Regions from separate parts of the Mus musculus genome. Here region 1 is linked to region 2. Evidence: chromatin contacts called from public Hi-C data. All regions are on one chromosome and are shown on one strand. Each heading gives the region's core, a stretch centred on a gene start, on an enhancer-like site or on the middle of the called end of the contact. The rest is flanking DNA. Distances are from core to core; before and after follow the strand shown. Region 1 has its middle 82 kb from the start of Gm40422. Region 2 holds the start of Coch (cochlin).

What was found. Hi-C and Micro-C count contacts between places; a contact is called where the count stands out from the background.
Region 1: a contact with region 2 is called in a Hi-C map of cerebral cortex, with 2.1 times the contacts expected there. The contact joins the enhancer-like site here to the promoter of Coch in region 2. A contact is called at or near these places in 4 of 39 promoter capture datasets (the HPC-7 cell line, cranial neural crest, embryonic stem cells and 1 more), 3 of 484 Hi-C or Micro-C datasets (cerebral cortex and uterus), 3 of 115 datasets of contacts at active chromatin or transcription factors (embryonic stem cells and forebrain) and 2 of 9 other capture datasets (embryonic stem cells and pancreatic islet).

The regions. Positions count from the first base shown.
Region 1 is chr12:51,491,113-51,496,081 of GRCm38.p6, reverse strand. No RefSeq gene overlaps it. Among named protein-coding and RNA genes, the nearest start is that of Gm40422, 82 kb to the right of the region's middle. Within about 2 kb of position 1,256, at least 6 of the 459 cell types and tissues checked have an H3K27ac peak or open chromatin away from gene starts, as enhancers often do. A contact at or near this core is called in cerebral cortex, where this site is marked.
Region 2 is chr12:51,592,045-51,596,849 of GRCm38.p6, reverse strand. It overlaps Coch (cochlin), which reads right to left and starts at 3,509. Exons shown (of 12, transcript NM_001198835.1): 1 at 3,445-3,509; 2 at 3,193-3,245; 3 at 3,059-3,112; 4 at 1,359-1,515; 5 at 273-406. The coding sequence starts at 3,226.

The DNA of each region.
Region 1 (4,969 bases), core at 7-2,506, 99 kb after region 2:
AACAAAAATATTTTATTTCTGATACCACATTTTATTTTCAGATTTCTTATCTGAGTTATCAAAATTAATTTTTATTGATGTTTTGGGCTTCTCCATTTGTAGACGCTATTTACTGTTCCTGACAGTTCTTTTAATAAATTGATTATAGCTGTTTAGGCCTCCATCCTTCTAGAGTCATTTATGAGTCAGATTCTGTTATGTCATCATCATCATCGTCGTCGAGTCAGAATCGGGAACTCTGGCTGGCCTAGATCTTACTATGTAGACTATACTGGCCTTGAGCTCATAGAAATCTGCCTGCTTCTGTCTCCCAAGTGCACGCACCACCATGCCTAGCTTGAACACTGTGCTTTGGTTTTCACTTTCCATGGGACAACTTGTCCTTGGACGATAGACACTGAGAAGATACTGAAGGAATCAAGGTGTTAACTTTTCATCCATCAGACTCATGTTGCAAGGATCTGAGTGAGTCTGGTCAGCAATTTAGTGGAGTTTGTTTATTTGTATCTACGTTGCCTCTGGGTTCAGCTGCTGGTACTTTCCAGACCTGGAGAGTGGCCTGGGTCCCAGGCATCCTTGGATGGCTAGGAGTACAGCCCAACACATTTGTTGATGGCAGCATCATGTCAAAATGTCACATGTTGGACACCAGCAACTCCGTGAACGGCCCAGGATGACGGAGATTTTTCTTAGAGCTTGTGATCTGCCCACAGCCTTCAGTGGGACCTTGTGATCTGATAGGCTCAACAGAAGCTAAAATTTTATAAACGGAACTATTAAGTCTTTCCATATTGTAGGGTGGGAACAATCTTCTCTTGTGCTTTTCTATGGTTTAAGTGGAAGCAGAACCACAGTCAGTTTTTTTTTTTTTTAATAACCCTGTTTTTCTGTTTAAGTCATTTCTGCACACGTAAGAATTTTGCCTTACAGGGGAAGCAATGTATGGTAATAGTTAAGACAAAAGCAGCCTTCAGACACGACGGGCTTGGAATCCCGGCTCTGCCGGTTACCTTCCCACTAACTTTATGAGCTTTGAGACTGAGCGGATTATTTAGCTGTCACTTCGTTTTCACATCGGGAAAACAGAATAGAATGAAAGAATACATCTAAAATAATACTCAGTGCAATGCCTGCCTGTAGAGAACTCTCGATGGGGAGTCCTTGTTAGATTTCAATTATACGTGAATAAGCCTGGTGACGCACGAAAGGATTCCCAGATGGAAAGTGGGCAGAGTGTGGAACGCCATTTAGCAACAGATTCAAGTATCGCTGTAAGGTATGGGCCCTGAAAGAGGCCGCAGCAAAGGCAATGGAAGAGGTGGACTTTAAGGCCCAGACCCCACGGCGGTGCCCGCTCAGGTACTATTGGACCTTCTCCGCTAACTTACGTTCAGCGCCGTTCTCGTACCGCTCCATGGCTGCTGCGTGCCTGTCTTTCCCTGTTTGGCTGCTTTTAGAGACGAGTGGGTTGGGTTATTTGCAGTATACCCCTTGTGCTGCCGTATGTGACCATTAGTCAGTTCACTGAATTAACTTGGTGAACGTTGTTCTGTTTCCCTTCTCCCTCCCGGGGCCGCAGTGGAAACGGTCCATGGCTGGATATTCACCTTGAAGGCCATTTCCATGTCAGCTGCTATGCGAACATGAGCAGCTCCTCTTGTCTGAGTCTGGCCACACTCCACAGACATCACTTTTCCTTCTTTTCTGAGTCTTTCTCTTGGATGCTAACCAGAACCTAAATATGTTTTTCCGGTACTCAAACCTCTCTGCTCTTTCCTGAAGCGAAGGTAGCTTCGTTTTGTCGTATGGCTCTGTGCAAGCCTTCCATGCCTAACTCCCAGAGACGTGCTTCCCTCTCCCCTCCTCTGCAGTCTTCCTGTTTGACCACCTGTTGAGATTCGGAGCTTCCCGATCTGTGATTTTCCTTTAATATCTAATAAAATTGTCTTCAAGCATCCTTCTAGACTGTTCCTAAATTCTTTTATTAATGGGACTAAAAACCCTAAGTGGCAAGGGACAGGGGGTTTCCGGCTTCAGTGGTAACACATGGTTGACCAAGACTAGTCTCCTTAAAATTTCTGGTAACAACTGTAATAATAAAAACAGACATACAAATGCATTTAATAATGATGAAGCTAGTGCATGACCATGGGGGATGACACTAGGGACTTGCCAGGAGTAGAGAGGCCGCCTAGCTCACTAATGGGCCGCCTAGCTCACTAATGCCGAGACACGTGGCTACGGAACGCTGCTAACCAGAATATACAGTGACAGCCATCATCTCACCCCGAGGAAGAACAGAGAGATGCCGGGGATTCCATTTCTCCTTGCCAAGCCTTGTAACTGGCAAGCTAGCTTATTCTCTGTTCTGAGGTCAGAGGGACAAGGCTCAGCATTTATTCAAGGTTTCTCTCTTGTGTGTCCTTGTTAAACTTTGACATTTTCAACAGAGCTGACCCCGGAGCGCTAACTCTTCCCAGTACACTCTCGTCCTTGAAACTGCGCAAACTTTGCTTTATTCAAACAAATTCATAATCATTTAATGTCATAGATAACACCTCAGCCCTACCTTCCTCTTCTCTCCCAGGAATGTAAGCTTTCTTCTTGGTGGTGGTGAATGGAAACTAATTAAGAGTGTGTTTGATCGTTTCCCCTTTGCTGTGATAAAATACTCTGACAAACAGCTTAAGGGTAAAGGGATTTAGTCTAGCTTATTATGGACAAGAAGTCAAGACAGCAGGAGCTCGAAGCAGCTGGTGGCATCCCATCCACAATCAGAAACCAGACAGAGGATGACTGCTTGCTGCTGTTCAGTGCAAGCTCTCTGTCTGTCTGTCTGTCTGTCTGTCTGTCTGTCTGGACCAGGATCCCAGCCAGTGAATAAGCTACTAACAATAGCAGGTATTTCCACCTTGATTAACAAAATCTAAATAGTCCTCTTAGAGGTATGCCCAGGGGCTCATCTTTTGGGAGACTCTAGACTCTGGCAAGTTAATAGTTAACCCTAGCTGGCACAGGGTGATCCACTTGCCTTCAGTTGTGAAGAATTAACATCCTTTTCTGTGGGACCATATTGGTCCAGGGTGACAAAGGAACTGTTGAGGGAGCTCCAACCTGGAACCTTACACCATAGAGCTGGCTTCCCCACCATGAACCCTAGTAAGAATTTATTACTCTGACAGGGTAATAAATAAATGATCACTCTTTGTTTGACCTTCAAAGGTTCCCCCCACCCTACCCCACCCCACCCCATAGCCTCTAAGTGTGTAGATTACGCATTTTCCAACTGCCCTGGCCAGGAACACAGTCCTAGAGATCCCATGCCCTAGAGATCTCCACTAAGCTTCCCTCTCTCCAGTCCAGCTCCACGTGCAGCCAGCCTGGCTAACCCAAGGGAGAAGTGGACAGGGCAGGACTTCTTAGGGTATTGGCCTCCTGAGAAGGCGAGGGATGAGTTTGCCTGCATGGCCATAGTAGCTACCAGGATAGCAAAGGTCTCATTGTTCACTTCACCAACTTTACTCCTAATAAATATCTGACTGAAAGGCAGCTGACCTCTGTGGCAATCTGTTCCCTAAAAAGTATCTTGTACCCTGCATGCTAATGTTGGCTTTGAAGTTCAGTGGAACAGTTGAAAGTGCAATCTTCTGTTTCTCAGCCGCGTTGGGGATGCTAGATAATGATGTGGTCAAGTCTGAAAATAGAACGTGTTTGGCTAGTAAAAACGATTTGGAGAAAAAATGAAAATGTTCAGCTACATAAATTAACATTTAGATTTTAGCTTAAAAGTAGTTCATGTCTCTGTTCTAGGATGCCTCTCAGCAGGAGTGTGTGAGTAGACAGCCATGAAGACCACACAGCCTGGTGGCCTCTCTCACCACATCCTTAAAAACACGAAGAGAATAGCTTCATTGTCATAGACAAAGACGCCAGCGCTCTTCTTGCTCTGGGGCTGGTGATTTCAGTGTGTTAGCTATTGTTCCCCTGCATCCTAGAATCTATGCCTCCAGTGAACAAGCTGATCTGAGAAGAGGCTGTGCTCAGGAAAAAAAAAAACAGAAACAAGACAGGCAGTTAGTGGACCACCTCATTCCACTCCCTGGCCCCCATAGACTTGTTCAAACACATGAGTCTATGGGGGGGCATACTTAAACATAGCATAATGCAAATGCATATAGTCCAACTTTCAAAGTCCTCATAGTCTATAGCAGTCGCAACAATGTTAAAAGTCCAAAGTTCAAGGTCTCTTCAGAGATTCATCCAATCACTGAACTGTAATCCCCAAAGAAAGACAGGAAACCAGCTGGAAAACTCCAAACTCTGCTCTCCATGGCTGATGTCAAAGCAGTCTTCAGATCTCCACTCCTTTTTCATCTTTGTGGACTGCAACAAACTGCTTTCTCCTGGGCTGGTTCTGAAAGACTCCGAGAGGAGCCCCTCGCTCAGGCCTCAGGACAATAGCGGACACCCAAGAACTCACGACAGACCGAGCTTGTTGCAAACCACATGAGGCTTTATTCGGGGAAAGCCAGAGCTCTGGGGACGACTCATATCCCACGCAGGGGTAGAGGAGTCGTTCTCGAGGGGAAAGAGTTCCCAGTTTTTATAGGCCCTCAGGGGGGAAAGGAGAAGGGGGAGATTAGGGGATTTCCAGATCTAAACAATGTCTATTCTCAAGAAATGGGTATGGGAGGGATACAAGGAAAGAGTCTAATGAAGGTGCAGCAATGGGCACACACCTGGTCAGAACATTGGCAGACATACAGGTTCAAGGAGTGGCCAGAGTACTGTGCGCCTCTATTTTTCTAAATCAGTGAAGCTAGTTCTGCTAACACTGACGTCTATCTTGCCAATTTCAGGGCTTCTGTGTCCTTTTACATTCTGCCAGGATCTTTCATTCCCCACTTCTTCTAGTTACTAGTTCTAATCTTAGAACTAAACTGCAACCTCTTTTTCAAGGTTCTGCAGA
Region 2 (4,805 bases), core at 2,260-4,759:
AAAGCACCCAAAGCTGAATGCCTACTTTGACAGTTAGTTCCTCGCTAAGTATCTACGCATCCAGATTGCAAACAATTCAGATTTTGGCTTCCACCGTGTAAAGTGGGATTGTTAACACTCCCAGACCCCCGTTTGGTTTGGGTGACTCTGTCCCATGGTTGACTTCTTAACCAACAGAATGAAAAAGGTGGGGCTAAGAAAAGCAGAGAACCCTCTTGAGGAGAGTGGAGGCGGTGTTTATACAGGGCTGAAAACAATGAACTTGTACCTACTGGTCACAGCGAAGGACGCGGACCATCGGGAAAGCATCTGAGACTGGATGCCGTTGGCATCTACCGAGGAGTAGTTCTCTCGACCAGGAAGGCTGTAGACACGCACAGGTCCCCCTGAGGTGCCAATCACTCCCCTGCCAGGCAAGAATTACAGCTGAGACACTACCCAATAGACATAGCCATCTGTTGCTTACATTGGTCAAGAAAACAGCTGGGTGGCGAAGTTAGTTGCCTAAGGATGCTTGCTGCTGGCCCTTGAAGACCTGCTTACACAGAACCAAGTATGTCTGGGAAAATGACTTTGTATTGTCAAACTTTTTAAAAGGGGTGATAAGAATACACTGATATCCTGTTTCCTACATTTCAGAGGTTCAGACTTAATAAAGAGGCATGAAATTTCTTAAAGAGTTAACCACATGTGCCCTTGACCTGTATTTAAAAAAAGAATCATACCCTGCCTCTACTGTAGGATGGCATGGTATTGGATTACCAGAGTGACATCAGCAAGATATTTGACAACCCTGAGTTCAGTCTCATGTGAAAACCAGAACAAGGCTGTGTCTACTGTAAGACTTGTGGTGGAAGTTAAAACGACAGGGTGTGTAGTATAAAAAACCCTACTATATATGACACGATGAGGAATATTTTAGAATTATAGAAATGTGGCCATCGCGCACTAATGCTGGGCTGGAGGAATGGCTCGGTGTTTAAGAGAGCTGGCTGCTCTTCCAGAAGCCCCAAGTTCAGTTCATAGCACTGTGAGGTAATTCACAAACACATGTAATTCCACCTTCAAACCCTCTCAACAGTCCTCCATGGGTGCACATGGGTGCCCGTGAGCACGCACGCACACAAACAAACAAACAAAACAACAAAAAACAATGTACTCTGCTCATTGTCAGAAAGTTTCCCTTGCACATTAGGTCATGCAGGAATACTCACGAAAATCTCAAAACTATGGCCAAAATTGGCACCAAGAAGAAGCAAGCAGGTAGGAGAGGGGTCCACACAGCTTAAGTTGGAAAGGAAACAATCACACGTGTGCCAGTTGGCACCGCCACGCCCTTCCCGTGGGCTCCGGCTTACCTATGGACAGCAGCGCCGCAGATGCTGGACACTGACGCATACACTATGTTCCCAAACACAGAGAATTCCTCAAGAGAGCAGCCTCCTGGGCAGAGAACATCTGCTTTCTCTTTTCGGATATCCAGGCCTCTGGTAAAGCAGGTGACAGGAATGGGAACTGAAGAGAAAGGGTGTGTCCTGTAAGAGCTCCTGGGCTGCTTTACGGGGGAAGTATTGCAGGGATTCTATTTATTCCCCCAATTTCTATACTTCTGCCAAAACACCGACTTAAATGTTGACACCGTTTTAGATATTAGCAAGCCCAAAGGGGTTTCCAATTTAATCTAGGGCCAAGTTACTACAGATATCTAATGTGACATTGTTTCCAGTTCTTCATCAATTTGGAAAATGTAATTGAAAAAGTGCATCAGAATGAGAAAATAGCATTAGTCTTTGACCTAGAAATAAAAAAAGATCTTAATTGTGATGAACTCTTTCCAGTTATTTATGATGACGGTACATCTGTATTGAGCCTTTGTGGAGTGTCTTCATAGACAAATGCAAACGTCTTCAGCTACCCTTCCCAGGGGGCTGTCTGGCCCATTACCTGATACAGTCAGGGCTTTACAGTCCCACATTCACATAAACCAACCAGTTAACAGGTGCCTGGATCATATATTTTACAATTGAGGAAATGAAAGTCATAGAGTTAATTAGCCTACGGAGCACGCCGCAAATCCCAAAGGCTAGGACACAAGGAAATTAGTCCTCTACTTGAATCTGATTGTATCTCCTCCAGATCTGTCCAAAGGAATATGGAAGGCAGCACCCCCCCCCTTTTTTTTTTTAAAAGAAAGCACTGCTAATATGCTTAAATCTTACAGTCAGTCGGACCAATTTAAAAAAAAAAAAAGTCTCTCCCACGAGGCAAGAAAGGATGGTTTTAAAAGTTGAGTAATTTGCCTCTGCCAAGGATCCTTGCCTGGACCACGGAAGAAAAGGGAAGACGCAAGGTGCAATATCAATTCTTCAGGCTCGGTTAAAATCCTAACTTCAAATAGGAGCCTTGCAACTCTATGAAATAACCCAAATCTTTTCCCTTTTCAGCGACGGGGGTGGGGGTAGGTGGGAGTGGGGCGACAACGACTCTGGAATCCAGGACCGAGATTGTCCGGAGCTGCTAACACTTGCTTTGTTGGGCAAAAGGTACTTACCATTTCTACTTTGAAGAAAAGCAAGCGTAAGATTTTAGAAGCGAAACTCTCTTACATCGCAGAAAAGACACCGAACCACACTCGGACTTCTACACGTGGAACAAACTCTTTTGAGGCTCCCAGGGAGATAGATATAGGAACCGCCGACGCTGTTTTCCAAAGGGGTTACAAGCACAAACGCACAGCACAGCGAGGTGATCGGATTAGGTGGGACCAGGATGTGAGCAGCCCTCCTCTGTGGGCTGGGACCAAACAGTTGTCCCCAGCCCGGAAAACAACGGAGTAACTCGGGACGAATGGTCCCGGGGCTAGGTGGCGTGCTCCCGGGAAGGAGGCACAAACGGACCCCGGGGACCCTGGCGTGGAAAAACAGGCAAGCCCGAGGGCTGCGCTGGAGATGGGTGAGGGCGGGTCTCCGCCTCTGCAGCCCCGCATCCCTACGCAGGTCCCTAGCCTGCGGGAACTGACCCTGTCCTCCCCATCTCCCTCCTCCCGCACCTAACTCACCCGCTCCCTCGGCGCGCGCGAACCGGGGCAGCAGCAGCAGCAGCAGCCACGCACCTGCGGAGAGAGGACAGCGAGGTGGCTACAGCCTCCGCCCGCGCGAGAGGGCGAGGGGTAGGGGATGGGAGTGTACCCACCGAGGCAGAGAGCAGGGATCCTGGACGAGGGCATGGCGAGGATCTCCGTGGACCTGCGGGAGAGTGAGGCGTGAACGAGGTTCGCCGGGGACCGCACGGCCCTGCGCTCCTCGGAAGCCGGCGAAGGCGGGAGAACCCGACCGCTGCAGTTCGAGCAGCTCCAGACGCGCTGTGCCACCTCGGACCAGCGTGGGGTACGCCAGGACACACAGGCAGAGGCACAGACCCTATGCACCTCCCCGGGTCCCGCACCTGCGTGGGATCCGCCCGGCTACACCCGAGTGCGGCAAGCGCGGCTCCGTGGCCGCTATAAAGACGGGCGGCGCGCATGAGCACTGTGCGGGGGGCGCCAGCAGGGGCTAGGAGCGGTCCCCAGCCCTCCCCCTCCCGCCCCCGTAGGGCGGTGGCCGGCCAGCTCCTCCCTCGCCCCCCCCCCCCGACGGTCCCCGGGGGAGGCCAGCGGACTGGCGCCTCTTCCTGCGGTGTGGGGTTCTCTGGGGAGGCGTGAAGGTCGCCTGTGGTGTCCGGGGACTTGATGGGAAAAGGCGTCGGAGCGCGTTTGGGGAAACGCCTAGGGACACTTAGGGCGTGCAGGGTACTGGACAGAGACGGTCTTAGGAGCCGCCTTGAGGGAATTGAGGGGCTCAGCAGGGTGCAGAGCAGCCAAGCCACCCGGTTCTGAGAACAAAACTTCCCAGCTTCGCGCCCCGTGGGGAACAGTGCCTACTTTAAAAGTAAAACCAAGCAGCATTTGATAAATGTTATGGAAAACTTGTCTTAGGGGCTCGGCCTCTGGACTTATTTTCAGGTGGAAAACGGTTTTCCCTGATGGGTCATTTGTTGTAAAGAGTAGGTACATTGTAGAGTGCTCCTAACCTCCAGACAATAGTTACATTTCTTTTTTTCTTCCTCTTTCTCCAGATTAGGAAAGATTCCTTGTTTGTGTTTCTAGTCTCAAATCTGGTGATTCTATGGAACTTTAGATGTGGTAGTATGTGCTCCGCATTTCAATTATAGCAACTTTTCATGATGGGCATAGAGAAAGAACAAAACACATAGGGCGTGTTCATGACAGACCTGCAAGGTAGCAGAGGAATTTCAGACCTGGACAGCCCCTGCTTTAGGTTTTTGTTGTTGTTGTTGTTGTTGTTTTGATTTTGGTTTTTTGAGCCATGGTTTTAAGGTAGTCTAAGATGACTTTGAATTCATTGTATCCTGCCTCAGCCTTCCGCAGTGCCACGGATGGACCAATCACACCTGGTTACAATACCTGTTTTAAATGTAGCTTTATTCAGCTATAATTTATGTCATAGAATCCATCCATTTAAAAGACAGGATTCAGTGACTTCTAGAAAGTTTATGATCCTCACCGTAGATCAATTTCAGAATATTCAATCACATCCAAAATGATGCCTCCTGGTGAAGAGCCGGCACGCCCTTTCCTCTCCACCACATGACCTCAGCAGTCCACTTCCTCTCCCTATAGACTTGGACATTTATGTACGTGGAGTCCTACACTAGTGCATGATGTGGAGGTGTGACTATGCTGAAGTGTGCGTCAGCTGAACAGCCCTTGCCTGGGCTGACAGAATGCCTCCGTGGTTTTACCAGGC